2 separate regions of the Mus musculus genome follow, and region 2 is linked to region 1. Evidence: chromatin contacts called from public HiChIP or PLAC-seq data. All regions are on one chromosome and are shown on one strand. The core of a region is the stretch at or near the end of the contact, and the rest is flanking DNA. Distances in the headings are between cores, read along the strand shown.

What was found. HiChIP or PLAC-seq counts read pairs in DNA pulled down with a chosen protein or histone mark.
Region 2: a contact with region 1 is called in a FOXA1 HiChIP or PLAC-seq map of pancreatic cancer cells. The contact joins the promoter of Ndufb8 here to the enhancer-like site in region 1. A contact is called at or near these places in 13 of 39 promoter capture datasets (the 3T3-L1 cell line, 3T3-L1-derived adipocytes, the C10 cell line and 8 more), 13 of 484 Hi-C or Micro-C datasets (3T3-L1-derived adipocytes, the C10 cell line, CD4 T cells and 10 more), 7 of 115 datasets of contacts at active chromatin or transcription factors (the NIH/3T3 cell line, effector CD8 T cells, embryonic hindbrain and 4 more) and 2 of 9 other capture datasets (adipose tissue and liver).

The regions. Positions count from the first base shown.
Region 1 is chr19:44,311,249-44,316,557 of GRCm38.p6, reverse strand. No RefSeq gene overlaps it. Among named protein-coding and RNA genes, the nearest start is that of Mir5114, 11 kb to the right of the region's middle. Within about 2 kb of position 1,862, at least 328 of the 459 cell types and tissues checked have an H3K27ac peak or open chromatin away from gene starts, as enhancers often do. A contact at or near this core is called in 3T3-L1-derived adipocytes, CD8 T cells, the NIH/3T3 cell line and 15 more, where this site is marked.
Region 2 is chr19:44,553,570-44,558,313 of GRCm38.p6, reverse strand. Ndufb8 (NADH:ubiquinone oxidoreductase subunit B8) reads left to right here and starts at 2,872. Exons shown (of 5, transcript NM_026061.3): 1 at 2,872-2,997; 2 at 3,257-3,383; 3 at 4,546-4,645. The coding sequence starts at 2,913.

The DNA of each region.
Region 1 (5,309 bases), core at 613-3,112:
GATCTGACAGCTTCTTCTGCCTCTTTGAGCACCAGGTACAGACATACACGCAGGCAAAGCATCCATATACGTAAAATTAATGTGAATTAAATCTTTAAAGGGCAACACCTTTTTATACTGTTGGGTCGTCTTTGTGTTTGTTCTTTCTCTTTATTTTTTCCCCAGTCTCCTGCTCTTTTCCCTCAACAGCCTCTCCCTCCTCTTCTTTCTCCTTCTTTCATCCATTGTCTCTCTAGTCTTTCCCTTTCTCTACCCACTGTCTTCATCCCATTCACTCATTCTTCCCACGTGCTCCTTAAATAGCTTTTAACTTCCTAACAGTCTTTTTTATTTATTTTACTCGCTCTGTAGACCAGGCTGGCCTCGAACTCAGAACTCCACCTTGCTCAGCCTCCCGAGTGCTGGAATGAAAGGTGTGCACTAGCTTCACTTCCTAACATTCTAAAGTAGTTTTTAACCATCTTCAGTTCCATGATCATTGGCAATACATTAGCAGGCATTGAAGAAATAAATAAACTCCTAGTCATAGAGGACTCACAAAATCAAGCCAAAAGGACATAAACGATTAAAATGGATTCATAACAATCAACAAGACGGCTCTTACTCCTCACTCCTCTCTCTTTTTGTCTTCTCCTCTCCTCTCTCTCCCTCTTTATTCTCTAGCCTTTCTTCTCTCTCTTTTCTACCTTCTCTCTTTCCCCCTGTCTTTCTATAATAAAGCTCTAAAATCATTTTTTTAAAAAGTCAACAAGACTGAGACAGTAACCAAAAGTTTCCCCAAAAGTCAAAATGTAGCACCAGACTGACTCGTTGCCGAGTTTTATCAAATCTTTAAGGAAGAGGTAATAACCAAGCTCCTTAAACTGTTTCATATGGTATACAGAACACTACCAAGTTCACCCTGCCAAGTCTGCATTACCTTGATATAAAAACTGGTTCAGAGCACACACATTTTTAAAAAAGAAAATTGTCAGCCGTTTTTTCCCCTGATGAACATGGAGACAGAAAAAAAAAATTCTCAATGCAATTCTTGCAAGCCACATTTAAGGGCACGTTAAGATTATGTGTGGTGATTACTGCCTTTAATCCCAGCAAACTTTGTACAACTCCCACTCCCGTGTTAAATACTAACTTCCCGCTCCCAGTCCAAGCCTGCTTTGTTTCAAGCTTCTTATTTTAAGTTGGTGCAGAGGCTGCCCCTGCAGAGCGACTCGAGCTAAAAGCCTGTCATGGGTGCCCCTCCCACCCTGCATCCACTTCACCATTCCAGCATCTGAATGTCTACTCTGCTCCAAAAATACTTTTCAGATGTGTCCTTCCTTTTCCTTCCCCATGCCCCCATCGGAGTCTTTTCAAAGCCTGGAATAAGGCTTCCAGCCCCTGTGGTCCCCTCTGCTATCACAGTAAGTTTCTTAAATATCGAGATTTCCAGACTCTCACCGCCTCCCCTGCATTTTCTCCTCCCACTGCCCACTCCACGCCCCTTCATGCCTGCTGACATCAGCCTGGAAAGTTCCTGATCACATTAATGCTGTGCTTTTCGGAGTGCTCTCCTCTACACCATGACCCAATCTGAGGTCTGTTTTGCTAAGTCCTAGCTCTGCCTCCTCCTCCATAAGCGTTTGCACTACGTAGATGGAAAAAAACAAAACAAAAAAACAAAAAAAAACGTGCGCTGCTTTGCCAGCACACACCCCCACCCCCTTCCTTGGCGAAAGCTGGCGACCAGAGCCCACATTCAAGGTCCGGGGAGCGGAGGCGGGGGGGGGGGGGGGGGTTGTGAGGTCAGGGACTGGGCTAGCCTCCATCTGTGACTGCAAGGTACACCGGCTAGCTTCAGGAGCAGCGCATCCTGATTGGAGCGATGCGTGCAGAGCCCGGTGAGGCCGCTGATTGGCTGCGAGGGGTCAGGCGCTTTGGGCCTGGTGAACGCGAGTGAATCTGGGGCCAATGCTAACCCAGAGTAACCCCGGGAGGGGCCCGCACGCCTGACCCTTGCTTTTCCTCACCCTAGCTGGACCTCTCCCGGGCAGGCACTGGCAGAGGGCCAGGACTGGAGGAAGAGCGTTGCATGTTGCTTCTATTTCAGGCACTCAGCTTAACCTGAGTTGGAGTTTGGTAGGGCTCCATGTACGGTCACCAGGACAGTAATTTATGATGTCACAGGGCTGTGTATGTGTGTTTGGCCGCAGTGGGGTGGGAGGTGCGTTAGTGATCCAGGGAGGTAGCCACACTGCCTGCTCCTGGAAATGGCGAGGTTGGAGGCACGGTTTGAGGCTTTGGCTAAAGCAATCTTGCTACTGGAAGCAGAGCTTCTACTTTACTCCATGGGGTCTGGCCTTCCCCGAAAGCAGAAAGAAAAAAGAAAAAAAAAAGGAGAAATGTTATGGTGAAGGGTGGGTGACACTGTCCATTACTGCTGTTGAAAACTGTTTACTCAAAAAAAAAAAAAGTTAAACAGAATTATTACAGAAGAAATCCCATTCCTGTGTACACAAATCGACAGAGAGCAAATGCTAGAATATACACACACAAATGTGCAGAGCATACTATTCATAGAAGCCGAAAGGGGGGGACAACTCAACTGCTCCCCATAAATACAATGGACTGTTAATCATAATGAGGAGTTAAAAACTGATTTGTGCCAGTGTGAAAATGTTAGGAATCGATCAAAGAAGATAAATCAAAGAAATGACTTAGACACAGATTTAAGCCAGTAGAAAGTCTATTAGCTGGCTGGTACTTACAGACTTGAGCCTTTCTCGGGGTGAGATGTTTGTTTTTAATTATTATTATTATTATTATTATTTTATTTATTTATTTATTTATTTTTTTGGTTTTTCGAGACAGGGTTTCTCTGTGTAGCCCTGGCTGTCCTGGAACTCACTCTGTAGACCAGGCTGGCCTCGAACTCAGAAATCTGCCTGCCTCTGCCTCCCAAGTGCTGGGATTAAAGGCGTGCGCCACTACGCCCGGCTTATGGCATTTTTTTTGTATTTTTTTTTTTTAATATGAGTACACTGTAGCTGTCTTCAGACACACCAGAAGAGGGCATCGGATCCCATTACAGATGACTGTGAGCCACCATGTGGTTGCTGGGAATTGAACTTAGAACCTTGGGCAAAGCGGTCAATGCTCTGAACTGCTGTTCCATCTCTTCAGCTCTCTCAGGGCAAGCTTTTAAGCACACACACACACACACACACACACACACACACACACAATACAAAACATGTCTTTGTTTGACACATTTAGCAAGAACAGTTAGCCAGAAGGGGAACTACAGAAGCCAAAAAGCAAGGCTAGTACATTTACAGACTTCCCAGAGCTATGGCCTTTGATGAATTAGATCTTTGTTTTCATTTTGGCGGGTGGTGCTGCCTATGTGCTGGGTTCCATGACCTGAATAGTACTTCTATCACTTCACCATGTTAGTTGTGTTAAGATTTGGGAGCCAACTAAGGACCAGGTTGGGGGGGGGGGGCGGTGGGGGACCTGTTACAAAGAGACACACAGAATGTCATGCAGGGAGGCTACCAGACACACACAGTATGGCTATTTCTCCGACATAAACAACAACCGATTCATAGGCAGCATATTGGTTGTTGATACAGTGGGAGGGTCATGAGGAGTCATTCGAATGGGAATAGTGTTTCCTTTTGGGGTGAGGATAATGACATTTTTTTAAAACTAAAGATGAGGCCCAGTATAGTGATAAACATCTCTTATAGCAGCACTAGAGATGCAGAGAGAGAGAGTCCGGTCTAACGGACTGAATTCCAGGACAGCCAAGGATACTGAGAGAAACCTTGTCTGAAAACCAGGTGATTAATTAATAACTAATAATAGTAATAAATGGCGGTGGCTAAACAGTATAAGTATATAAATTCATGCGCCATGGTCATGGATTTGGGACCTTTAAAATGATGCTTTTATGATGTCATTTATTCACTTAGTTAGGTTTTTTGTTTTTGTTTTTCCAGTGTTGGGGACGCAATCCAGGGCATCTTACAAGCATGGCAAGAGTAAACAGAGCCTTATTTTTACAGTGTAAGTTGCTTCTACGCCAAAGAAATGCTGCTTCAGTTAACAGGCATAACTAACCCAAAGAGTCTCAGAGGAGAATTCTTACCCTCACCCTCCACTTCTAAAGAAAAAGAAAAAAGAAAAAAAGAAATCGTAAGAATACAGCCAGGCGTGGTTCTGGGCCTGCCATGCCTTTGACAACCAGTTTTCTCTCGTTTGCTGTTCTTGTTCACAAAGTCTTTCAAGGCCTGACCCTGACTACTCATTGTTCTCAGTGGAAAATGGCCAAGATGCCAATGGACTCTTGGATGTCCCCAGCACCAAAATCACCATGAGTCAGCACAGCACACACTGCCCTTTTGTGAGCTCTCTGCTGTTCCCCGGGCAGATAGCGTGGGAGGAGTGCTCACCAGAGGAGGAGGGCTCTTTCTGCCTCCAGCAACTTCAGGGCAGAATCTCTGTCCCTTAGGGAGTTTATCTTTGGGATTTATGGCGTGTGCTCAGAATTCATTGTCCAAAACTCAGTGCTTTCTTTGTTGCATAGAACATTAAGCACAGGTCACCGAAGAGAACGCCCACTTCCCGTGACATTTGCCACTGAGCGCCACTATTGAAGTGCAGGGAGACATTTGCAATTAATGGAAGCTGCCCTTAGTTATAATAGTGCTCAGTCCTTTACAGGCAGCCAGACTGTAGTTGCGAGGAGAGAAAATGCCAGCACTATTTATGTGGTCTGAGAGGTGGGTGTAAAACTGGGGTGTGGTAGGTCACAGCAAGAATGGGAGCTGGATAGATTGTTTGGTTCCAGAACACAGTAAGCTCATGCAGGGAGAGGGTGCCTGGATTCTGTGGAGCCTGACTGCAGTATCGCCACACCACTCCTGCTGCCTCTAAATGAACTCAGCTACCACTCTGAGGCGCTCCCATCTCTTGCTTCTGATGTGAGATGAGACATCCTCCAGCCTTTAGCTTAGTGCCTGACCAGAGAAATGATCCTGGCATTATCACTGATGTGTTTATAAAAAGATAAGGAGGTATAGGATGTGTTCTATGGGGGTGTGGTGAGGTGTGGGGGAAGGGGGTGCCCCAGCGGGCCCATGCTGAGGCATCCCTTCCCCTGAGGGACCAGCCACATGATGGTATAGTATAGAAGAGAGTTTATTTAGGGCATGGGGAGGGGAGTTAGAAGGGTAATAGAGTCAGAGAAAGGCAGAGAGAGGGAGAGAGTAGAGAAGTAGAGGCTGGCCACGGCCATGAGCTCATGGAGAGAGGTGGGAAGGGAA
Region 2 (4,744 bases), core at 1,623-4,122, 240 kb before region 1:
GTTTTTCATTCTCCTTGGTACACATCGGTCTACTTATCCAAGTTAAGCAAATAAAAGCGAGATAATGGTGTAGCCTACTTGTGCTCCTCTAAGAAGATGTGTATTGGAAATGTACCCCCCCCATGTAAGTATTAAGAGGCAAAGCCTAATGGGGGGAGTTCGAGTCACAGGGCCCCACTTTCATGAATGAGTGGTCCCCATTATAAAAGGGCCTGAGGCTGGGAGTTCAACTGATGCTTTTGCATGTGACCTTGTGCCTTTTGCCACCAAATAGCATTCCAGGAGACCGTCACCATGAGTGGACCCCCTCAACTTTGGAGCTCTCAGTGTCTGGAAATGTAAAAGACAACTCTCCATCCTTTTCAAATGTTCCTGGTCTCCAATCAGAGCGAGAAAGATGCAGCCACATCCACGGGACTAGTCAAGACAGAAGTCAGTAGCAAGCATTAGTGAGGGCAGGAAGACATGGAGCTGGCTCTTCAGCTGCCAGGAGAAATAGGAAATGGTGCGGCTGCCTTGAAAAGCAATCTGGGAGATTTTCAGTAAGTGAATCATACAAGGTATCCCCAGTGTGCAGATCTATTCTAAGGATGTAGCCGAGAGAATTGAAAACATACATCCAAGCTTGAAATGATGTGTGTCCCTGTAACCCGGGCACTTGGTGGGCCAAGGCAGGAGGGACTTGGATTTGAGGCCATTCTGAGCTTTAAAGTGAATTCAAGGACACCCTGAGTTACAGAGTGAAACCTTTGCCTCAAGGAGCTAACAAACAAGACCAAAGAGCAAAACAAACTCATAGGAAAAAGAAAAAAAAATACGCTATGTAAACTCATAAAAAGATGCGTACTAGCATTTTACAGTAACTTTATTCACAACAACTCCAAATTGGAAACAACCCAAAGTCCATTAAATAGTAAATGTACAGAGTGTACAGTAGATTATCATTTATTCATAAAAATGATATATTAATATATATTGGGATATATTCACATTATGAGAAAGAAGATAGATACAAAGTCCACATATTATAAGAAGATTCCATTTTTATACATATACTGTGTCTTAGGGTTTTACTGCTGTGAGCAGACACCATGACCAAGGCAACTCTTATAAAGGACAACATTTAATTGGGGCTAGCTTACAGGTTCAGAGGTTCAGTCCAGTATCATCAAGGCAGAAACATGGCAGCCTCTAGGCAGGCATGGTGCAGGAGAAGCTGAGAGTTCTACATCTTCATCTGAAAGCTGCTAGCAGAATACTGGCTTCCAGGCAGCTAGGATGAGGGTCTTATAGCCACACCCACAATGACACACCTACTCCAACAGGGCCACACCTTCTAATCATGCCACTCCTTGGGCCAAGCATATACACACCATCACATACTGCTTAGGCAAAAACATAGAAACAGAAAGTAGATTAGTGTTTGCCAATGTGTGGAAGTAGAGGAATATGCTAATTGGTATGAGATTTCTCTGGGGCAGTGATGAAATGTTTTAGATCTAGATAGAAGTAATAGTCACACACGTTTGTAATATACACTTAAAAATCATTATACACTTCTCCCCCACCCCACCCCCGCCACAGTCTCACATAGCCCAGATATGCCTTAGACTCATTATGTAGCCCAGGCTGGCCTTAACTCCTGATTTTTTTTTTTTTTGTCTTCATTTCTCAAGTGTTGACTTTACAAAAGGCATATACCATCACATAAGAGTACACTGTGGGGCTGGAGAGATGTCTCGGGGGTTAAGAGTACTGGCTGTTCTTCCAGAGGACAGAGGATCCAGGACCAGCGTTCAATTCCCAGCACCTGAATGAAGGCCAACAATCCACGGTAACTGTGGATTCTTTGAAACTCCAGTTCCAGGGGGATCTGCTGCCCTTTGGTCTCCTCCACTACCACATGCATGTGGAGTGCAAACACACATGTGGGCAAAACACCCATACATATAATTTTCTTCTTAAAAAAGAATATGCTATGTTCTATATAAACAATATAAAAAAAAAACAAATGAATAACCTATACCAACATTGCTTTTAAGCAACATGAGATCAGGGTTTGCTATTAGTTAAATGCAGATGCTGTCAAATTAATTCTGATGATGTCTAATGATACTACAAGAGGATAAAATGCACTGCAGTAGGCCTCCCCAAATCTATATGTTGAATAGTACACGCCTGTGTTTGTCGATCTGGTATACATTTGAGAAGGGATTCTATTACAGTAATTGTGTCTAAAGAGTTGATGGAAATACGTGCATACTCAAAATGTGTAATATATCCAAACCCTACTTGTACAAATAAAACGAAAACTTAATAGTATGCAAACATGTCTCCCAGTCTGTGTTAAGAGTTTGTTAATTATGGTCTTTCTGTTTGAAATCTGTTTTTTTTTTTCCTGAAAAATGGGAGGTTTGGGGCTGGGTCAGGCGAGCCGCCTCCAGTAATCGGCTTGGTTTTTGTATTTGTTGGGTTGAGGTGATTGAGACATTTAGATGAACTGAGACAACTTTGAGTATATAAGGAAAGAGATTTGGAGAAAGGATCAAACAAAACCAAGAGCTAAATGTGAAAAAGGACTGTGTGTGAGGACAGAAGGCTGGTTTTACTTTGCACAGCGGTCTGAGATATTCGGCTGGCGCAGCCCCGAAAGGGCCTCAGTCGGTTGAAGGCGAAAAGGAATACAGTAACTTGCAATATCAAGTAAGCAGTAGCTTTGTTTTCTCTCCTTGCTGTCTGTCCTGGCACCTCATCAGCCGCTCACCGTCCAGGCTCTACAGCATATTTAAATAAAGCCCGCCCAGCTTGATGCCGGGACTTCTGCGCTGGCTTCGGAGATCGCCGTTTGGCCCGACTCAGCCACCGTGACCCGCTTTTGCGCATGTGCAGAGTGAACCGCGGAGAAGGTGAAGATGGCTGCCGCCCGGGCTGCGGCCCTGGGAGTCCGATGGCTGCAGAGGACAACCCGGGGCGTGGTGCCACTGGAGGCACGGAGAGGTCTGCACGGTGTGGGAAGCGGGTGCCTGAAGTTTACTGCTTCGGGATGGAGGCATCCTTGGGACGGTGGCGGAGGTGTCCTGGCTGGGGGTAAGGGGTGGGAGGTCGCGGTGGATTCGTGTGCCCAAAGAAGGGATACAGGGTTGCTGTAGTCCGGCAAGGTGCGAAACGACAGCCTCTGCAGTCACTGCGGCTTAGTCCTTTCTGGGTGGGCGCCTAAAGCACCGTGTCCATCTGACCTGCATCCCTCTGCGTCCAGCCTTCCATATGACCAAGGACATGTTGCCGGGGTCATATCCTAGGACCCCAGAGGAACGCGCCGCGGCCGCCAAGAAGTATAACATGCGAGTGGAAGACTACGAGCCATACCCCGATGATGGCATGGGGTGAGTGAGGTAGAGGACTCGGGTCAGGAGCGGTGAAGGCGGTTGGATTGGGTGGTGCGACCCAGGCGTTTTCTCCCGGATCCTTGTAGTGACCCCTCAGAGTCATTAGTGCGGGTGCTTTTCTAGGTTGGGGGAGGTGGGAGTGGGTGGCTGAGCCGCTGCAGCCGAGAAGACTTCCATTTTTTTTGCTTGGCTCAGGCTGTTTGCTCAAATGAGGAAGCCGAGGTTATCATAGCTCCCTCGAGGACTCCAGAATAGTGAGATTCTTCCATGGCTCCATCCAGAGCACTGCGTTTCATTTAGATTGAGCATCTGCTGGGCTCAGGTGCTGACCAGGCGGGAGCTGGACCCCTGTCCTGAGAACCTTGCTGAGGTTGGGGTACTCTATATTTGTGTATGTCTGGCTTTTTTGGGGGAGGGGGTTGTTTGTTTGTTTTTTGCCATTAGGCATATGAAAATGTCACTGATGGTTAAGCAGATTACACTCCATGTCAGCCTTCATTCTTCAGTTGGTGTTAGTCCCTTCTGGCCCTCTATCTATCCCCTGTAACAAAGTTAATTATGAATAGTGGTTAAACATCATCGTCACTTCCTGTGTTAGCATTTTTCTTTTCTTTTTATTTTCCAATCATTTTTTTGACACGTGTCCAGTTTCCATTGTCTGTTTTTTACTTTGTTGTGGACTAGAACAGCCTGGGCAGTAGTCTGTATAAGGTGACCTTGGATTTTTAGGGGGGAAAACCAAGTTAAGGGAGACCTCCAAGGAGGTGTTTGAAGCATGAGGGTATACATCAACTTGTGGTTAAGAAACATAGTAGCTATGGAGAAGAAAAGCCTTTTCTAATGTGTACCTATTTTGTTTTATCCAACCAATATGGGTGTAGTTGATTGCTAAATTCCCTTTAGTTCTGAGTTGTGTGACTTTTCTTTGTAAGAGAAGATAAGGCCATATTGTTTCAGGATTTGACATAACCTCTAACTATATTTTGGACCTCTTTGGTTCTGTGCTTAGTGCTAAGACATCTTGATTTGGGGGCAAGTTCTTCTATTCTAAGTGATGTAGTTATATATATGTCGATTTGTTTCTGATCTTTGGGGCGAGGGCTTTGAATTGTCAGGGACTACCACAGCCCTTTCCAGAGGTTCTCGCTGTCTCTCTCAGGTATGGCGACTACCCGATGCTCCCCAACCGATCACAGCATGAGAGGGATCCGTGGTATCAGTGGGACCACTCAGAACTCAGGATGAACTGGGGTGAACCGGTGAGAAAAGGATTACCCTTCCCTTCCTCTCATTTCCTTGTGTTTTCTCGGGGTGTTTTCCTCAGTGCACATGGTGCTTTTTTGGCTAAGCTTTTCTGC